Linked DNA regions of Triticum aestivum: region 2 is linked to region 1. Evidence: chromatin contacts called from public Hi-C data. All regions are on one chromosome and are shown on one strand. The core of a region is the stretch at or near the end of the contact, and the rest is flanking DNA. Distances in the headings are between cores, read along the strand shown.

Region 1 (2,734 bases), core at 151-2,650:
CATTGATTGAGGTAAAAAAATTGCATGGTAATACGTGTCTCATTTATAAAATAAAGATCCAGTTACAAGGCACGTAAGCACCGACATTACAGTACTGAAAAGATAGGATAATCCTATGCATAATACCAGCGCCTGTTCCTCTCCTCCGACACCACCGAAGCGACCACCAAAGAAAAAGAAAACAGATCACCTCTTCACCCGAGCTCGACGCGGCTCCATCGCTGATCAGCAGCTTTACGGACCTCGAAAGTAGTTTGCCAGAAGCAAAAACATTGCCGTTGAAAGAATCAGACCGGGGCAACATGTCCCCGGACACGCCATCGAACTCTAGATCTGACACCACCGCACGCCAACGACGTCGAAGGAGGAAACCAGAACTGTCAGCCACCAACCACAAACCCAGCACGGGATGCACCATCTTCCAGCTGTCACTTGCGCAAACAACCGTCTGCACGTACTCCTGGATGACAAAACCTCCCTGCTCCACCATGACGTCGAGACAACGCCACAGCAACGGGGACAGAGCAGAAGGAGAGACACACCTGATGAAGTCGCTGCCGCCGCCTCGCCAACATCACCCCATGAACCCTAACACAGCCGATCTGAAGGATCGGCAATCACGCGATGCCATCAACTCCGAGATGCCGCCATCAACGGCACCGCCGGTGTGGGAGTGAAGCTGAGGCAGATTTATTCGTCCGGGCACCGCTCCCACCACCCCAATGGCGCACCATGACCTACAAATCCAAAACCTAACTACAGAACGGAGGAATGGGGTCCCCCCTCCCTCCCGCCGCCGGAGCAGCCGGAGGGAGAGGGGGCCAACGCCCTGGCCGGCTGAGATCGGAGGAAGAAAATCGCCTCCCTAGTCGCCTGGCGTGGCGGCGGCTAGGGTAGGAAAACTGTACGTGTTTTGATTGAGGTAATTAGTCCTGATGATGCTGACTAGCACCATGCCTGGTGGGCTATCCGTCCCGAAGCAGACCATCAGCTCTGGTTTATTACAGTCAAAACCAGTGCCTAGTTCAATTCGAAAAGGGAAAAAAAACGGTGCCTGGTTTGTCTGAAGCATCGCCCAAAAAACAGAGCACAGCCGGCAGCAGCACAACATACAGACTTTGGAAAAAAAAAATCTCTTTTGAAAGGATACAGACTTTGAAGTTTGAACGGAGACAGCCGCAACGCTTGGCAGCACGCAAACACAACGAACGAGGCACCGCCAGCCTTCACCTGATCACATCACAGACGCGGCAGCAATCAATCACGCCGCTGGCCACGTTGCTGGCATGGCAACAACGACGCGAGAGCAACGCAACCCCACCCGCCCGCCACGACGTGCGCAAAAGGGCACGAAGAAAAGGAGAAAAAGAAAAGAGAAGCAGCGCGGCGCGGTCGCCAAACCTGCCTGCGTGCCTTCCGCGGAGACCGTTGCCCGCTTCGCCGTCCCAGCCAGCTCCCAATCAAAAGAGCAGAGCAGAGACCCCCGCTTCTCCCTTCTACTACCTCCCTCCCTGCTGGCCGGCACTTTCCCCAAATCGATCGGGATTCAGGAGGCATGGCGAGGGCCCTCGACGGCTGCTACTCCGCCAAAGACGTCGCCTACAGGTTCGCCGATTTCCTTCCTGTGGCTCTCTTCCGGCTGCTTTATTATATTGGGTCAGGGAACCTACAGTTGAACGAACCCTAGGATCGACAATCTTGTTTGGTCTTTGACCTTGGCCTTGCCTCTTCCTGTGTTTGTTCTCAAAAGTCTGTGCTACTTACCGTCCACTAAGGTCAATTTAAGATTACTGATGCGATGTTGCTGGGTTCAGTTGGTACATCATGGATGGATACTCAATCTTTTGTTGCTTCTAGTTAGTTCTGGCTCCTAGAACGTCTGTTTCTTCAGAATACTGAAGTGAAATGATCATAGTTGGCCCTCTGTTTCTTCCAACATCTGACTCACGGATGGGATAAGAGGTGTTAAGTGAATTAGTCCGATGTAGCCTTCCCTCTTTTGTTTTCTGTACGGTTTTGACATGTAATCCCCTTTGAGGCTTCTCCTCTTATCTTATACATGAATGAAAAGCAGCATCTCTGTGTTTCGTTAAAAATAAATGTTACGTTTTGAGTGCAGAAGGATATTGCCTGTTGATAGCTTTTTCTTCGATAAACGGCACTTCTATTAGCCCAAAATGTAGCATCAAGCAGATACACAACACATTGAGCGGCACCCGGCTTCGGCATATGTAGGATGCGCACAGCCAAATTGCCTGGTGATAGCTACATCTTGATAGCTGATTCGACATGGATATAATAAATTCTGTGGGACATAATTTGAACTTGTCAAAGCATACAGAAAAACACGGAATTGTCATTATACGCGAATACGACGTTCTTGTCAAAGCAGTAGGATGGTAGTTTCAGGTTTCTATGTTCAGTCTGATAATGTGTGTTCTTTGTTTCTTCATGACAGCTGTGGATACTGTGGCTACGCATTGAACTTGAGCTCCTCCACACGGAACACGGCCAACATTGGATCCAAGTACGGAAAGCAGATCAGGAAAGGCGTCGTCTCATTCTTCGCAGTCGACGAGAACCGGTTCACGCAAACCGACGAAGTGAGCTGCACGCCGTACTTCCGCTCAAGGTCTTCCTGGGGTTTCTTCAGAAGGAGAACACGATTGCTCTGCCGCAAGTGCAATGGCCATATCGGTAACGCTTATGACGACGAGGACTCTGCCTTGTATCA
Region 2 (2,734 bases), core at 72-2,571, 150 kb before region 1:
TTCATCAATTGGATAGGTGTAGCGACAGTTGTTGCTTAGACAATGGCTTTAGTCTTGCTGTTATATGTCTTTGTAAGGTCTTTTGAGAATAATTAATAAAGTGGCCGTATGCATCGTCCAGATGCAGATGCAGAGGCCAGGGGTCATCCTTCTTTTCTAAAAAAATAAAAATAAAGAGGAGCATAGATGAGGCCAGTATTTACTGGCGTTATCACCAGACCTTGAAGAGGACATGAACTGCTCGCTGGGACGTTCTTCTTCTTTTATAAATCGCTTTTCCAGCGGTCGTCAATTAAGATCACATCTGTGACTCTCTGTAACTGCAATCATTAAGCGTACAAACAGCACGAACGCAATCCTTTCCTTTTACTTCCTTTATTTAAGCACGTTTCTTTTGTTTTCACCCTACTATACTCCTAGTCAGTCCCCGAACTACCATGACAAGGAAGTCTCCAGTGCGACGTCGTTTTTACTGGACGGTACGCCTAACCAGACGAGACTAAAAAATTGAAGCGCCCGCCATGTTTTTCAGGTGGTAAACAAACAAGTCGCAGAGCTTCACTCATCTCATCCAGCGACCCGTTTTGCACTGTCAACCAGTCCTCTACTGTAGCCTTTTTCTTTCTTCGATCGCACAAAATCCACGCGCCCCACTGCGAGCTAGTAGCCCGTAACGCTCATCTACCAAACCGAAGAGAAACTTCGTGCAATTATGCAGAAGCATCATTCGTTGATCCATTCGGTAACCAGCCAGTGCACGATCGCACGGCCGCTCCGCTCCGGCGTGGTGGTACGATCGCACGGCCCGGCGAGAGCGCAATTATGCTCTCAGCTGCTCGCTAAAGCCGGAGCAGGTGCGGTTCCAACGGTAGGCCCGGGAAAGAAAGGTGCTCTGCTCTGCTGCGAAGGGAAGGCCGGCCTGCCCTACCACGGCAGGCAGATAGATCTGACGTCGTTGCCGCTGGACGCTGGTGCCTGGTAGTAGTACTACCTGGTAGGAGTGGTAGATCGGCCGATCCGCCGTGTCCGTCACGAGCGCCGCGCGCCGCAGAGGATCCGGATCACCCAGCGGGGCGAGAGGGGCGGGGGCGTCCAGCGCAACAGCGACTGACAATAATGACGGCCCCGCTCCCTCCACGTCGGATCGCAGGCCGCGCGCACCAGACCACCCACCGCGGCGCCCATCGACGACAGCGGCACCCGGGCCGACGCCGACATCGACACGCTGGCCCGCGGGCCCCGCCCGTCAGCGGGACGGCCCGCCCCGAGAAGGCGCTGTCGTGTGCGGGCGTGTTGGTTGGATCCCGTGCGGCCCTCGCCCCTGTCCTGCTAGTGCTGTCCAGTCTCTCGGTGCTTTGCTTCGCTCTCGTCGCAGTCGCGTCGCGTGCCGCGCTACCCGCTCGCCTCGCTTCAAATGGTGTTGGTGGCGGCGCGGAGTCAGCGGCGGGCGCACGAGTGATTCACTGGCCATGGCGCGTGGCGCGGAGGAGGCCGTCGGCGTCGTGGGGCTGGGGTTCCCCGCCGACGCCGGCCACGGCCTCGCGCTGCGGCACGGCGTCCACGCGGGGAGGCGCGGGGACGAATCCACCGACTCCGACGACCCCCGCCTCCCGCCGCTGCGGCTCGGCGCCTCCTACTCCGCTTCCGACGGGGCCGGGGCCGCGCTCGCCAGCCCTGCCTCCAGCTCCTCCTCCGACGCCTTCCTCAGCACGACCTCCACGCCTTCAGGTACACTGCGTGCTTGCACGAGACGCAGTCCACTAGTTTTTCCCCAGTGTGCTGAACCCTCCTGGTCCTCGGCGCGCGCGGCCGGCCTCCCGAGAGCGGGGCGTGTGATTGACTGGCTGCCGCTGTGAATCTCGATCTCCGCGCGTCAACGGGAGATGCATGCTTCAAGCTCGCGTGTGTGCTTTTGCTCGAGTTCTGAATTCTGATCCGAATTTTGTCGCTTCTGTTTCGGTTTGGCTGTTTCGCTTGGAGATCAGGGCTGCTGAATCCTTACGGGGTGTGGTCGCCGCCACGCGCGCCGTCGGAGGCGTCGGAGTTCGGCACGGCGCGCGAGTACGACACCACCGACCTCTTCTTCGGCGAGAACTGGCTCTACGACGACCACCTGTTCCACCGCGAGCCGGAGATCAGTGGTAAGAGCGGCGACGGCGACGAGGAGGACAAGTTCATTGTTGACCCCAACGTCGGCGAGATTGGCGACGACCGCAGCCGACGCCACGAGCGCAGCAAGGGCAATGCAGCGGCGTATACGAAACCGCCCTGCAGTTGCTGCCACGGGGAAATGGATCACAAGAATGGTCGGGAGTTTGTGAGGGATTCTTGGTCTGCTGTGTACGGGAGGTATCAGATCATGGACGACCTGACGGAGGTGCTTGATGAGTGCGGTGCAGACGCGCACCAGTTCAGGCGCAATGTGAATGACGATGCCACGCTCAAGGGCGGTCCGTTGGTGGATTCCAGGAGTGGAGATGACCAGGAGTTTGATCTCAGTGCTCTGGAGAAGGAGCTTCAGATGCTCAGTCCGTACTTGTCTGAAGACGCAAATGCTGCTAACAGTAAGTGCTTCTGCCCCCTTTCACATTCCTCAGGATCATTTGTCATGTTTGGCAAAATTCTTTAACAAGCTTGAAACGATTCACTCTGTGATTGGATTGTTTTCTGAAGAGATTATATTTTGTACTAGCACCTGACTGTCGCAATTTTAGAACATTGGTATATGCTTAAA

The links. Hi-C and Micro-C count contacts between places; a contact is called where the count stands out from the background.
Region 2: a Hi-C map of leaf shows a contact between it and region 1, with 2.2 times the contacts expected there. The contact joins the promoter of LOC123136550 here to the promoter of LOC123136524 in region 1. A contact is called at or near these places in 1 of 5 Hi-C or Micro-C datasets (leaf) and 1 of 1 datasets of contacts at active chromatin or transcription factors (leaf).

The regions. Positions count from the first base shown.
Region 1 is chr1B:528,362,508-528,365,241 of IWGSC CS RefSeq v2.1, reverse strand. LOC123136524 reads left to right here and starts at 1,400. Exons shown (of 3, transcript XM_044555934.1): 1 at 1,400-1,605; 2 at 2,459-2,734. The coding sequence starts at 1,556.
Region 2 is chr1B:528,512,327-528,515,060 of IWGSC CS RefSeq v2.1, reverse strand. LOC123136550 (DYRK-family kinase pom1) reads left to right here and starts at 1,321. Exons shown (of 8, transcript XM_044555962.1): 1 at 1,321-1,728; 2 at 1,986-2,564. The coding sequence starts at 1,470.